Linked DNA regions of Zea mays: region 2 is linked to region 1. A link is a contact called in public Hi-C data. All regions are on one chromosome and are shown on one strand. Each heading gives the region's core, a stretch centred on a gene start, on an enhancer-like site or on the middle of the called end of the contact. The rest is flanking DNA. Distances are from core to core; before and after follow the strand shown. Region 1 holds the start of LOC100304296. Region 2 has its middle 120 kb from the start of LOC100304296.

Evidence for each region. Hi-C and Micro-C count contacts between places; a contact is called where the count stands out from the background.
Region 2: a contact with region 1 is called in a Hi-C map of ear, with 2.2 times the contacts expected there. The contact joins the enhancer-like site here to the promoter of LOC100304296 in region 1. A contact is called at or near these places in 3 of 25 Hi-C or Micro-C datasets (ear and leaf).

Annotation. Positions count from the first base shown.
Region 1 is chr1:158,215,895-158,223,007 of Zm-B73-REFERENCE-NAM-5.0, reverse strand. It overlaps LOC100304296, which reads left to right and starts at 4,665. Exons shown (of 4, transcript NM_001361280.1): 1 at 4,665-4,984. The coding sequence starts at 4,709.
Region 2 is chr1:158,334,408-158,341,235 of Zm-B73-REFERENCE-NAM-5.0, reverse strand. No RefSeq gene overlaps it. Among protein-coding and RNA genes, the nearest start is that of LOC100304296, 120 kb to the right of the region's middle. Within about 2 kb of position 2,540, at least 11 of the 20 cell types and tissues checked have an H3K27ac peak or open chromatin away from gene starts, as enhancers often do. A contact at or near this core is called in ear and leaf, where this site is marked.

The sequences.
Region 1 (7,113 bases), core at 3,416-5,915:
GTAGTGGAAATAAAGTTCATGTCTCAAAAATATTCTGCACTTCAAAGACAACTTATGCCACAAATAATATTGAAGTGCAAGTAGAGAAGTAATCAAGACAAAGAGACAGAACACATCATAGAGCGGAGCACACAGACATAGGGATTTATCACGTGGTTCGACCAAGCCCGAAATGCTTGCCTAGTCCATGTTGGAGTTAGCCACACCTTGGCTTGGAGTATCTGCTCCGTCCTTCATTTGCTTAGATCTATCAATCAGACAGACAGAGCCTTCCACTATGTTGATGTTGGTTACAACGATGTCATGGATATTTACAGTCTTCTCGACAGCACTCCGACAGAGTAACGGTACGCTCAAGATCTTGCTTTAGCTCTTAGCAGGAGTCTCTCTAATGGCTTATAACTTTGGCACTACAAAAACTAGAGAGATACACAAGAGAGAGAGAGATAGAATTGATCACATAATGTCTATGTTTGTTGGTTACTCTTACTCACTTGTTGGAGGCGCCTAGGGGTCCCTTTTATAGTCCTAAGGGGCATAGAAGCCATTGGAGTCCTCATTTAGAAGCTCCAAAACTGCCTGTTCGTGGGTGCTCCGGACTATCCGGTGTGCCACCGGACAACGCACAATAACGGTCGCCTGCAGATCTGATTGACAGTTTCCTTCTTTTAAAGGGCTAGCCATTGGTGCATCAGACATGTTACTATTCACTATCCTGTGCACCAGACAAGTTACTATTAACTATCATGTGTGCACTGAATATGTTACTATTCACTGTCCTATGAGCCAGCCAACATCACACTAAGTGCTTTTTAATCAATTCTTTCTCCATTTGACTTCAACTTTTGGGTGTATTTCCCTGAGACTTAGACAAACACATTTAGAGTATAATCCAATTGACTTAGTCCCAGAAAGTTACCTCTTCCCCATTCTTCTCCCAATTTTCTATTTCTCCTCAAATAGAGCTCAGAATGGAACTTTCTATACAAAAAGAGTTACAGAGCAAATCAATGTACCAAACATGTTGTAAAAGGTGTATGCAACATAGTTGAACACCCAAACCTTACATACTTAACCTTTTTCATCGTTTTACCAATTTTGGCCTGTTTGAGGTTGATGTTGGACTCTAAACCATCAAGACAACTTGACTTAATCTAGATTGACATATATGAGTTCTAATACCCTACAAAAGTCACATAGAACATATCCACAGGAACTACCCAAACTAAAGGTCAAAGTGAACTTAGCTCTTTTGGGCTGCTTCCAGGTTCTGACTTTGACACTACTCCTCCTTCTAGTGACCTTGTTCACTTCTTAAGATTCATCTTGAGCCTTGTGACTTACACCACATAACCATAGTATTACCTCATTGATTATAAGTCACGTTCATAAGTCATGATCCTCGATGCACCATCTCTCTTCTCAACTCGATCAACCTTGACTTTGCAAGTCTTCTTCTTCACCCCTAGCTTTGGGTTCCTCGGCATATTTGACCTTGTCCCATGCACTCGGTACCTCAAAGCTCTTCTTTCCTCCATCCTTGGCTTGATCAGTTGTCTCCGAGTTACGCACACCGAGTCTCACTTAAGCAATGTCCATCTTACTTGTGACGTCCATGTTATCCATAAACATTCTAGTCTTTGGACCATCACACTTGTTCACTTGTGTTGAACCCTATAAGATTTGCACTAAGCACCTGTTCAACACTTAGCACACCTGTTAGTCCTTTAATTGGGTTATCATCCAAATTACCAAAACCCACAAGAGAGCTTTCTGTTGGTCCCTCTCCTCTGTAAGAGAGGGGTGACCGACCATTTGAAGTAAGAGTGCACCTTGATGATGTGTTGCCCAAGTGGTGTAGCTTCTAGTCTCTACTCACATATGAATGCTAGAGACCACATTCAAGCATGTGAGAGTGATACCTAGTGCATTGCAATGAACAGTTGTACAAGTGGCACTAGTTGGTCGAGTTGCAAGCCAGTGACACTTATTACTCCTAGAGGTTGCCACCTCCTAGACACCTTAGAAGTTGTGGCTCCATGGAATCCCATGTGAAGTTGTGCATGGCTCTGGAGAAGGCTTTGTAAGGGATAACATGCTCACCTTTCAAGAGAAGAGCAACACTAGTAGAGGTAGGTGTGTAGAGCGCCCAATAGTTTGTGTTAGATCAAGCGCTAGAGCCTAGGTGTGAGCACTTCACATGGGAGAATGTGACTTGCTGGTCAACACTATCAAGAGGATCGACGGTAGTCTTAAGCTTGCCTTAATGAAGAGTAGGTGATTAGAAAATCACTGAAGTTCAAGAGAAAGATCATCGTACCAAAAGCCATCCTTCCATTGGTGTACAGACTCCCTAACATTAGCTTGTTTATATTTGAGCTAATGATTAGTATTGTTCTTATGACTAGTTTACTTGTGTAGTAAAATAGTTGCTATCTTATACTTGTAAGTTTGTGTAACTTAATAAATTTATCTAACTTATGTAGTTAAGCTATTTACCTCACTAGTTTTAGCTTATGTAGCCTTGCTAGTTGAGTAATGTTAATGTGCTTAAGCTTTGCATCTTTTATTCACCAGTACATGTAGGAGCTCTCAGATTGATTGAATACTATTTGTATATATTCGTACAAGTTCATCAAAAAGATTTGTTTTGGTGAGCTCTATCTAGATCATCACTTTAGTTGTTTAACTAAGATCTTTATAGGATACCAATAATATATGTTGAGGTATAACCTTAGCTAGATCGATAAGTTTAATTTTGCCGTGTCTAAAATTATAGAAATGCCTATTCATCCCTCTCTTTCTACAGTTTCAAAGTTCATAGATCTAATTGACAAGTTTAGACACCATCAATGCATTTAACTTAAAAATCAACATGACTAGTGCATGGGCGTTCACGGTTGGTTTTCATCCAGACGCCAATGAGGACCACCACTGCAAACATCAATGATATACTAATGAAACATGCCAGATTACTATTGGAAACATGTACAATATCATGAAGAAAGATACATCATTGCAATACCAGCAAACACATGAAATACACAACTAAAACATCTACAAAAACATGAAACTTGTATAACATATAGTTGCAACGATACAATATGTTTATTACTTGGATGTGGTGGTGTGCGATGCCTTACTGGTGCAGCAGTGACAACACACGAAGCTCATCCACGCGGCAACGTGCGCCGCTCATCCACACAACAACACAAAGATCGTTAGTGCAAAGCTCACCGGTGCCACATAGGTCTAGCATGAACAAACAATAGTTCACCCAATGTGGCGTGACACAACGACAGTGGGTCGACGTGCGGTGCGCAGAGCTCAGGGAGAGGGTGTTCGAACACATTGTAAAAATATCTTTAAATAATTCTAAAAAAATTTCTTAACTGGTTTGAATTTTTATTTAGAGATCTATCTGAACAGAAAACCACGTTCTATATCTTTTCACTTAAAACAAAATTTCCCTTTGTTTTCAATAATATAATAAAAATAGAGGATGTCGGCAGAATAGAACAAAGAGCAACAACCAAAATCTAAGCACAGTTTTCACCTTTACATAGCTTTTCATTCATCTTTCTACGCCATGCTCAGCAGAGTATGTATATGATCGTATAAAACACTTTTGATATAACTGCTTTAAGAAGGCTGTTAGCTTGATAAGACTATCTCCAGTAGACTCTCTGTCTTACCTTAGAACATCTTCAACAATAAACTCTAAACTAGAGTCCTAAAATTTGAAATAGAATCGTATTTAGTGTTTAAGGCCTCAAAAGAACTTTTTACTCCAACAGTTAGGCTTTAAATAATGCTATTTATAAAATAAATTATGTTATTAGAAAATAAATGGTTGAAGCTCAAGAGAAAACGAGAATATGACTCCAGTATATAAGGTACTATATTTAGAACCCGAGAGATTGAGCTCTATAATCGTTTGATGGAATTTTATAAAATAGGATCACAGTTAAAAAGTGTGTTTTATGGTTCTTAGCCATATTTAAAATAGTATCCAGTTTAGAGCAACTCCAAGATATTAAATATATAGTTTTATAAAGGTAAATTTAGCTAATATTAGAAGAAAAACGTATCCAATAGACTCTGTAAATGAATCTTCAAATTTAGTGACTCTCTATTTTTGAATAGGCTGCTTCACTCTCCCTTCAATTTATAGGTTTATCGAGTCTCTTGGATTAACCTACAATTTTTCTGTTAAATCGGTTTTAAAGAGTAGCTAAATCAGTAAATTTGACTAAGTTAATCTTTCAGAGTTGCTCTGAGAATCTCTCTTTGAGATGCTTTTATATTTTAAACTTTACTCTATAAATAATATGGTCCACATTATAACTAATTTTTTTTGCATGCAATTGACAGGCCGGTCGCGGTTAGTGGTCGCCGGTGGCTTCGGACCTTCGGTAGGCGTTGGGCGCCGGCCGATGCACCCGCACCGCATCCGTAGGATACGAGCGGCGACCCGGACCGGACGGACGCGAAAATCAGCTGCCGTGGAGGTGCGGGCAACTCCAACGACGCGATCCGGCCCGCCCGCGACGCTGACACGACCGCGGGACCCACCCAATACGACGCCACTACCCCGCTTTTCTCGCACCTATTTACCGCCCCTGCCACTGTCTCCTTTCCCTCTGACTAGTCACCTGTTGGCAGGGTCCGGTTCACGCCGCGGCGGCTCGACTGGACTCCCCTCGTCATGGCCGGCGTCAGCGGCCGCGGGGCCGCGGAGAGGGTGGCCGCCGCCGTGGAGGCGGTGGGATCCGGTGGCTGGGAGTTCCGAAACGCGTACAGGCGCCAGCTGCTCGCGCTGTCGCGGCGGATCCGGCTCCTTGGCCCCTTTGTCGAGGAGCTCCGGGAGGTACCCTGTGTACCCGCGGTGGAACCGGAGCGGGCGCTGGCGGTGCTCGCCGACGCGCTGGAGGAGGCGCTCGACCTGCTCCAGCTCGGCCGCGACGGGAGCAGGATATTCCTGGTACGCGCTTACTTGTTGCTCTCGCCTTCTCTAGTTCCTCATCTATGCTGGATTCCAGATGCTTGGCTGCCTGTGCGACCTTTTAGTATTATTTTTAAGATAAAAAACTGCGCTCTTAAGCTTCACTCACTTTGTATCAAGTGTGCAGATATTTGAATGAAAATCCTGATTTTAAGCTTCCTGTCCTTCCTATTCCATGCTACCGTAGCAGCTATCGTTATTTTACCTGGCGTATACTTTGCTATGGATCCTATTTCAATGAAAAAAATATATCGTTGAGGTTTTAGCTTTAGGTGCGTTCCATTTCAGTATCCAAGATATTCCCCCTTAATCCCTTAATCCCCTCCAATCCCCTCCAATCCCTGATCCTTGGTCACCAAATCAGCCCTTAAGCTTATATGCCAGAGGCCGACTCTGCCCTGTGGACCCACGCACACGTACGAAATACCAACACAAAAAAAAACGTATATGCCACCTTGCTCGAGCCCCGTCCGCTGGATCCGTCCCTGCTTGTACACTTGTTGACACAGTACTGGCTGTGACATATGATCATTCCTTGCTTTTGCGGCCTAGTTTGCTAGGCTTAGCAGACATTTTTTTATTTTATCAGCTTGGTCTTATGGTCAAAGTTTTGATCTTTTGTTGGTGAGCAATTTGTATTGTTTGGCTTTGGTTAGTTCATTAAGAATTTGGGATTAAGTGACAAACTTATCGTCAAGGTTATTAAAGCGATAAAATGTTGAGGCGCTCATGAGAACTTTTTGACTTTAAAACGTTTAAGCGAGCTTTAAAACGTCTTTTTAAACAACATGGACAAAATTGAATATAACTTAATTTCATGTAACAATATAACATGTCCACAACCACACTACCACAAATCCACAATTACATAAGTTCAAGTGCTCAACTAATAGCAACTAGCAAAGCGACAACCACAAATAAAGTGGAATGAAATGTGCAGTAGTCCACAATCACAAACATAGCACAAAAGCAACTAAAGTGGAATGTAATGTCCACAACCACAGACGCATTAGCATCACTACTGTTTGCCGTTTTTAGTCCGCAAATAACCAAAACCAGAGGAGAATGTGAGCAGGGAAGGGGAGGAGGATGAGAGCAGGGATAGGGACAGCTAACAGAGGCAGAGCAGGGAGGCGACTGAGCTAGGACCGGCGAGCTGACCGAGCGAGAGCAGAGAGTGCAACACAGGGAGGCAGCGGCGGCGCCGAGCTTGAGCAGGGAGCGAGCGCGGCCGCAACGCAGGGAGGCAGCGGCGGCGCCGAGCGCGAGCAGGGACCAAGGAGCAACGAGCACGGCCGCGGGGGAGAGGGAGCGTGGCACGAGTAGGGAGCAACGCAGGGAGGAGGCGAGGGAGGCGGCAAGCTCAGGTAAGGTTCTTACCGGCTGACGGCAAAGCCCAGTGATGCCGAACGAACGCGCAGCACGAGTCCGTCACGGCTGCCCCCTTTTTTAGGTTAGGAGAACTGTGATGGGCTGGAAATCTGAAAAAGCGACAAAACGTGGCCTTTTTACGGCCCAGAGCGTTTTAACGCTAAAAACTGGCGCTTTAATAACCATGCTTATCGTCCTGAAATGTTTGACCTTTTTGCTATCTCGAGGTGAACATATCAAAGAATTCTAGGGGAGGTCTTGCTTTCTTGTTTCTGTGGCGTACACGCGTAAAGCGTGAACTGATTCCTCCTGTGGTTTGGGTCAAATTTGGTGGTAGTTGGCTTGCTGAAATCTAGAAACGTTACCTTAAATCATTCATTGCATGATTCATCTATCATTACTAATTTCTTTCACCAATGAATGTAGTTACCCAAGTGGAAAACATGGGCTCACTCTTGTTAAATTAGGAAATCTGGGACTGGTTGCTGGTCATTTTTTTAGAGTATATTAGGCAACTCCTGATATGGTTGGTTTAGGATTGATTTGATTGATTGTAATCCTGGGATAACCTTCCTTATCTCTAGGATAACCTTCCTCATCTCTAGGATAGGCTTCTTGCCCTCCAAGTTATGTAGTCCTATATATTCTCCCTAGAGGCTCAATGCAATACGTCCCACCATCCCACACATTATACGCAATATCTCCTTCCTACACATATTATCGTATCCTATTTTAAG
Region 2 (6,828 bases), core at 1,291-3,790, 120 kb before region 1:
GCGCTCCTCCAGTTGGGTGCGCCAGGCCCACAAGTCATACTCCTTGGGTGCCAGATCCCGGGTGCGGAAAGAGCGAACCGCCGCACGCGCCGGTAGTGCACCTCCTCCTGGCCGCTGCAGAAGACAGAAGGTAATATTTTAAACTAATGCGGCAGCAACGAGGTGCCCACGCGTGGCACGACAAAACCACTAGGCGTGGGGCCATGGGTCAGTCAGCCGTGGGGACAGATATGGCAGTTGGCGTGACCGAAGGCAGATTGACGGTGAGTACGTCAGCAGATGCACGGAAACAGCGCGCCAATCACCAGTCAGGCCAAGTTGAGGTGAAGTACAAGCTTTAGCCCCACCTGTAGGCTCGCATCCTCCCCTGAGGTGGGCCTGGGGGCCACTATCGGTACCTTGAAACTAGGGTACCCCTTACTACTGTATGAAGACCCAGTACCCACGCGACTATCTTTAGTCGCGTGGTAAAGGAGCTGTACGCGGGACCAGACCATGACTCGCCCCAGCCTCAGGCGATTACTCTAGGCCAGCAACAGCGCCTGACCGCACCACGTGGGCGGCTACGGGGCCGCCACATGGCCAGAGAAAGTGATATACTCCAAGGCATCAACAGTGAGTCTGGACCCCCATGGGAAAGTGCCGGACCCCTGGATATACAGTCCGGACCTCCAAGTTGGTCCGGGACCCCCACGTGTACGGACCGAACCCCCACGCGTACGGACCAGACCCCTATAATGGGATCCGGACCCCCACAGTAGGGTCCCAAGACCTTACTTAAGGCCCAGGCGGGGGTCCGGAGCTGACACGTGTCCAGACCTGCTTTGGTGCGCTCCAGACCTATCCGCCTACACTCTTGCTCCCTGCTCAAGCGGAGCCCCGATGCTGCCATGTGGCGTACCGCGCGCGACATAAGCCAACGGGCGGAACCCGGCGTGACGCCTCTGGGCTACGCGCGCCTTCATGACGGATAAGACGTGCGCCTGTCCATTCCACTGATAGGTGGCATGCTCAGTCCACGATACGTGAGCCGCGTAGTTACTCACCATTACTCTCGTATTACTCGTACGGTAACTGCCAATCAATATTGTGTGGACTGCGGTCATCATGGTGCCCAGTGATTACTCAGGTGTTATTAGCATTAATTACTCACATAATGTGTTCCTTCCATTATGCTCCTCGGCCCGCATGTCGGGGCTCAGCACCCTTGTACGTGCCTCCCTTAAACTATAAAAGGGAAGGCACATCGCGTGACAAGGACAAGTTCACACACAGACTCTCAATACAGCTTACACACAGTGGAGGTAGGGTATTACGCTCCGGCGGCCTGAACCACTCTAAACCCTCGTGCCCTCATGTGTTCATCCACCTTCCAACAGTCAGGCAAACCGCTTAGGCCCCTCCTCATCTTAGGATTTAGGGGGGGTGTGTTCCGCCACCCGGCCGGTGGAATTCTTCCCACCGACATGGACCCTGGGATCAACGGGTAGGAGGTCATTGTCTCCACCCAACTGGTTATTCCCGGCGTCGCCCACACTCGCGCGGTGGCAGGCTCACCGGAGCACGACCCGACTGAAAGGGAAATGTGCCCTTGGACCATTTCTAAGTCTTTTGGTGATTAAGTGCCCAACACATCACTTTGTGTTAGCTTGCTTACTATGAGTATGAGCACATTGCAAATCCTATTCAAGTGAAGGATCAATGGTATGAAACTAGCACTTAGTCAATTGTTTTAGTTACTAATTATGCTCATCTAAGTGCTAGGAAACTCTCCAAGTCATGACAAAGTGGAGCAAAGAAGTTTGGCTTGGATTAGCCAAACCTGAGCTAGCCTAGGCGCATCGGATAGTGTCCGGTGCCTAGGCCATGAGCTGACTGAACAAGTCACTCTCGGGAAATTGGCCATGCATGCTGGCTATAAATCACCGGACTGTCCGGTGTGCACTGGACTTGTCTGGTGAGCTAGGCGGCCAAAGACTCTCGCCAGTGCCAATGGTCGGCACAGAATCAATGGTAGACACGTGGCAGGAACAGACTGTCCGGTGTACCACCAGACTGTCCGGTGTGCCGGACAGCCGAAGGATGCAACGACTAACTCAACGGTCAGCGTGGCGGGGATGTGTAACACCTCAAATCCATCAATTAAAATAATACATTACTGGTCGCTAAATTTAATAAAGTAAATTAAATTTTGAATCAAGTGCTTGATTTCATTTTATTTTTGGGAGAATGATTTTTGTTTGCTAATAATTGATTGATGCCTTTATTAATAAGATCTCTTTATTCAAAACCCAATTTATTAATATATGGACTTTGGTCAAAAATAAAATATTTTAATTATAAATATTATTGGTAAATTTATTATGATTTGTTGAAAATATTTTTAAAATATATTTATTTATATTATTAATGGATAACTTATTAAAAAAGATTTTGAAACCCTAAACCGTCGCCCGAGCGACCCACCAAGTGCCCAGCCGCGCCCCTTCCTTTTCCCTCCCCTCTCCCCTTCCTCTCGCCCCCACTCTCTCCCTAGTAACCAACTCAATTAACGGCGTTAATGGCACCGTCATCGGCCTCTCCCTCTCCCCAGCGCCCTCCCTGTGGTCCCTCTCTCTATAAAGCCCGACGTCGAGCCCATGGAGCCGGTTCCCCTTTTTCACTCGAGCTCATCCCCACTCCTCTCCTCCTTGTCGCGCGAGACCGCCCTGCGTCGACCCCGCCGCTCGTCGTGGAGCTCGCCGCCGACCGGAGCCGCGCCGCCGAGTCCTGCTCCCTCCCCGCCGACCCCCTGCTGCGACCTGTCGATCCCATGCTCGTTGATTCCTCCCTGCGCAAGAACTACTGGAGCAAGGTTGAAGATGACACAAATTTTGTGTTCTATTTTCAAAACTATGTTTAATTTAGTTTAGATCTCCTGCAGCGATTTGTTGTTTAAATTTGTATATGTTGCGAGATCGGAATCATGAGAATATTGAGTGATTAATATCGAGTATATGCGATAGGGTATTTTTTATTATTGTTTCTATTTTCTAGCGCATGTGAATATTAATTGGTTTATGTCGTCATAGAAAAAATTGGTTTAGAAGTAGTAGTTTAGAATAAAGATAAAAGAAGAGAGTAGACCACGTTTTCATAAACAAAAACATTAGATAAATTACTACATGTTTATCTTTGCTCTTAAGGTGGTTTAACTTTATTAACAAGACTCATATGTTCATGTGCATTATATGCATTTTGGTTATTCAGTAAGGGTGTGTTTGGTTAGCGGGTTGACGCGGGTTGAAACAGGTTGAACCCACAATAACTCATGTTTGGTTCAAAAGGCTCACGGGTTAAGTTGGCTCTGGGTCGAAATACTTATTGAAAATGTGGGTTCTAGTGATTCCTAAAAAACAAGCGAACCATTTCGACCCACTTACTCTCCACCCTCTCGTCATCCATGCTTTATCCACTCGAGACCAGCACAGGAGCGCCCACCACTGCTGGCCTGCTAGGACGAGGGACCCCCGCTGGCCTATCCTCTGACGTTAATCCCTCGCCTACTTCCCGTCGTCAGTCCCTGCTGGCCTAGGCTCCGATGTCGGCGTGTTCTCTAGTAGGCATAACCTGCGAGCCTTGCTAGTGCTAACGTCGAACAGGTAAAGGTCAATGTTTGTCACCGCCTAGACAAGCCTGCTAGTGATGGCAAATGTTATAAATTCACTGAAGTGCATCTTGATGTTGTTAGGATGTTCCTTTAATTATGACTAAAATGTAACAGTGAGACCTCGTCACTAAAAATTTACGACTTAGTCAATAATGGCTTTAATTTATTTATATCTTATGCTTATAGATTCCTTAAATATTAAAATAGTGTCCGTTTCATTTATTTTGAATGATGTCATCTTATTGAATTGAAGATATCATCCTGATTGTGGTAATATAACCAGGAAAGTGACCATATTCAGTTCATCCTTCATCATGAAACAAACAAGAGATGGTGCAGCTCTAACCTACTTTAACCCTGTAATCAAACAAGAAACTACGTTCAACATGTCACTGAAACCAAACAAGGAACGAGTCCGATCCAACCCAGAAAAATGGGTCGGCTCTGACCCGACCCACGTCGTTCCGAAACCAAACACATGCTAAGAGATAGTAAAGTTTCTATTGACATTGAAATAATATAGTTACGATCATGTCCACTGTAATCTAATAAGTAAAATTTAAAAGGTTAGTTAAATTTGGTTCACTTAATGATAAGGTTATGTGACTTTTAAATAACATTGTAACGATTAGTATAATTTCCTTTTAGAAAGCAAGAATTTAACTAAAATGTGACTCATGCTTTTCGGTAGAAATAATTAATTAGTAATTAATCCAATTCCATAGATTTTGGTTTAGCGCTACATCTATGTTATTTTAAATGAATTTATAAAGTATGTGTTTCCATAGTTAATTTGCCATATATATTTCTCTAGGGAATTCTCGAAACAAAATAATTAGTATTTTATGTCATGAACAATAATTAATATTTTATAGCCACGAACCAAGTTTAATGATTGGGTGTTTTCTTTCTTTTTATACATGTGATTTGTTTAATGTATGTTTTATTGTATGATCTATGCTTCATCTGTGTAATGGTGTATGTTTATTTATTGGTGTATGTTTTCTTTTTGTATGTGTGATGTGTGAATCTATATTAGAAGCTGATTTCATGGTAGAGGACCCAAATTTGTTTGAAGAGGATCCGCAAGGAACTTTTGAACAAGGAAAGTGGATTCTCCCTCTGCATTTCTTATTGTACTCAAATAATACATTGAATAAGATTTACTTTTGGATATGTGCATAATTTGATGGGTTTTGCCTAGATAAGATTACCTAGAAATACCAACCTTATTCTTTGATTAACCTAGGATGGATACTATGCTTAGTAATTGTCGGGGGTCTTCTTCTCCACCAAAGGTCCTCAAGACAAATATCGTTTGTAAGCGATGCTGAGGATCTTATTCTCCGCCGAAGGTCCTCAAGACGAAGACGTTGTCAGAAAGCGATAACGATGAATACCGAAGCTACATATGAAGAGCGACAACTTTGGCTTAAAGTGGCAACGAAGGTCAAACATGATGCCGAGTCGAAGAGGAAAAGACTAGTTAATCCCTGATGATTTACATGTTAAGGTCATAAATGTATTTTTACTCGGGCTGCGTCCCGTGCCTATAAATAGACTGCAATCGCTCTCGTGTCAACACCTTCAAACAAGCCGAAGGTATCAATGTAATATAAATTCTATTAATGATCATATGTTCATCATGAGATAAATATATGGATGAATGAATGAACAACATATATTGTCTCTATGAACTTTCATTATCATGAATGATGAAGTTGTGTCCTTCATGACCTTCGTCTGAATATCATTATATCTGAAAGGAGATAATGCTTCGAAGGAAGAATGTTCTTAATCTTTAACAATTGTGTTGCCTTGTTCTTGATTCACAGCATTTAAGAACAAGTGACCAACATTGGCGCCCACCTCCAGTGAACTCACTTCCACGACCACGGCAGTGGCTTCGCAAGGTGATGAAGTTGTGACACCTTCAGCTACAAAGTTGGTGCTCCCAATCACAGGCCGTTCAAGTTCCTAACCAGCCAATAAGAAGCAGAAGAAGGAAGCACATAAAAGGGTACAACATGTTGGAGTGCAAGGACCCTTCATCAAGTCCAAATGGTCCCATGTACCAATCACATTTTCTCAAGAAGACCTTCAACTCAAGAATTATCCCCATAATGACACCATGGTCATATCATGTGTTATCAAAGGGTTCCTGGTTCACAATGTCCTCATAGATACGAGCAGTGCAACAAACATTATCTTCGCAAAAGCCTTCAGACAATTGCAAGAGCAGGATGACAAAATACATGATGCAACGCACCCTCTATGTGGCTTCAGAGGAAGACAGATAATGGCACTTGGGAAAATAACAATGCCAATCATCTTTCACAACACCGGAATAGAGCAAGTTGTATTTGACATTGTAGACATGGACTATCCTTATAATGCAATCATTGGACGAGGGACATTGAATGCCTTCGAAGCATTACTCCATCCAGCATATCTGTGTATGAAGATACCATCTGACCAAGGTCCTATTTCTGTGCATGGAATCCAAGAGGCTGCTAGAAGGGCCAAAGGGAATTGAACAGATTCAAGAGCCATTCACAACGTAGATGAAGTTGAAGCTCACGAGCAACATAAGTATATAAGAGATAAAGCTGCTTCAGCGGATCAACCAAAGTCTATGCTTCTGTGTGAAGACATAGCTGAGCAGAAGGTGTTGTTTGGGTCTCAACTGTCTCATGAACAAGAAAAAGCTCTGTTAAAATTCTTGTTCAATAATAAGGATGTTTTTGCTTGGTTAGCCAATGATCTTTGTGGTTTCAATAGATATGTTATTGAACACTCACTCAATGTAGACCCAGCCGTTAGAGCGAGGAAGTAGAAGCTTCGGAAGATGTCCGATGATAAAGTCGAAGCGGCAAGAAATAAAGTTAATTGGCTTCTCAGCACCGGAGTGATCAGAGAAGTAACATGCCCAGAATGGCTAGCCAACATTGTTATGGTAAAGAAGGCCAATGGAAAGTGGAGAATGTGTATTAATTTCACTGATCTCAACAAGGCATGCCTGAAGGATAAATTCTCTTTGCCAAGAATAAACTCCCTTGTAGATGTGGCAGCCACTTCAGAGCTCATGAGCTTGCTGGACTGCTACTCAAGTTATCATCAACTCTGGATGAAGAAGGAGGATGAGCCCAAAACAAGCTTCATAACTCCTAGTGGAACTT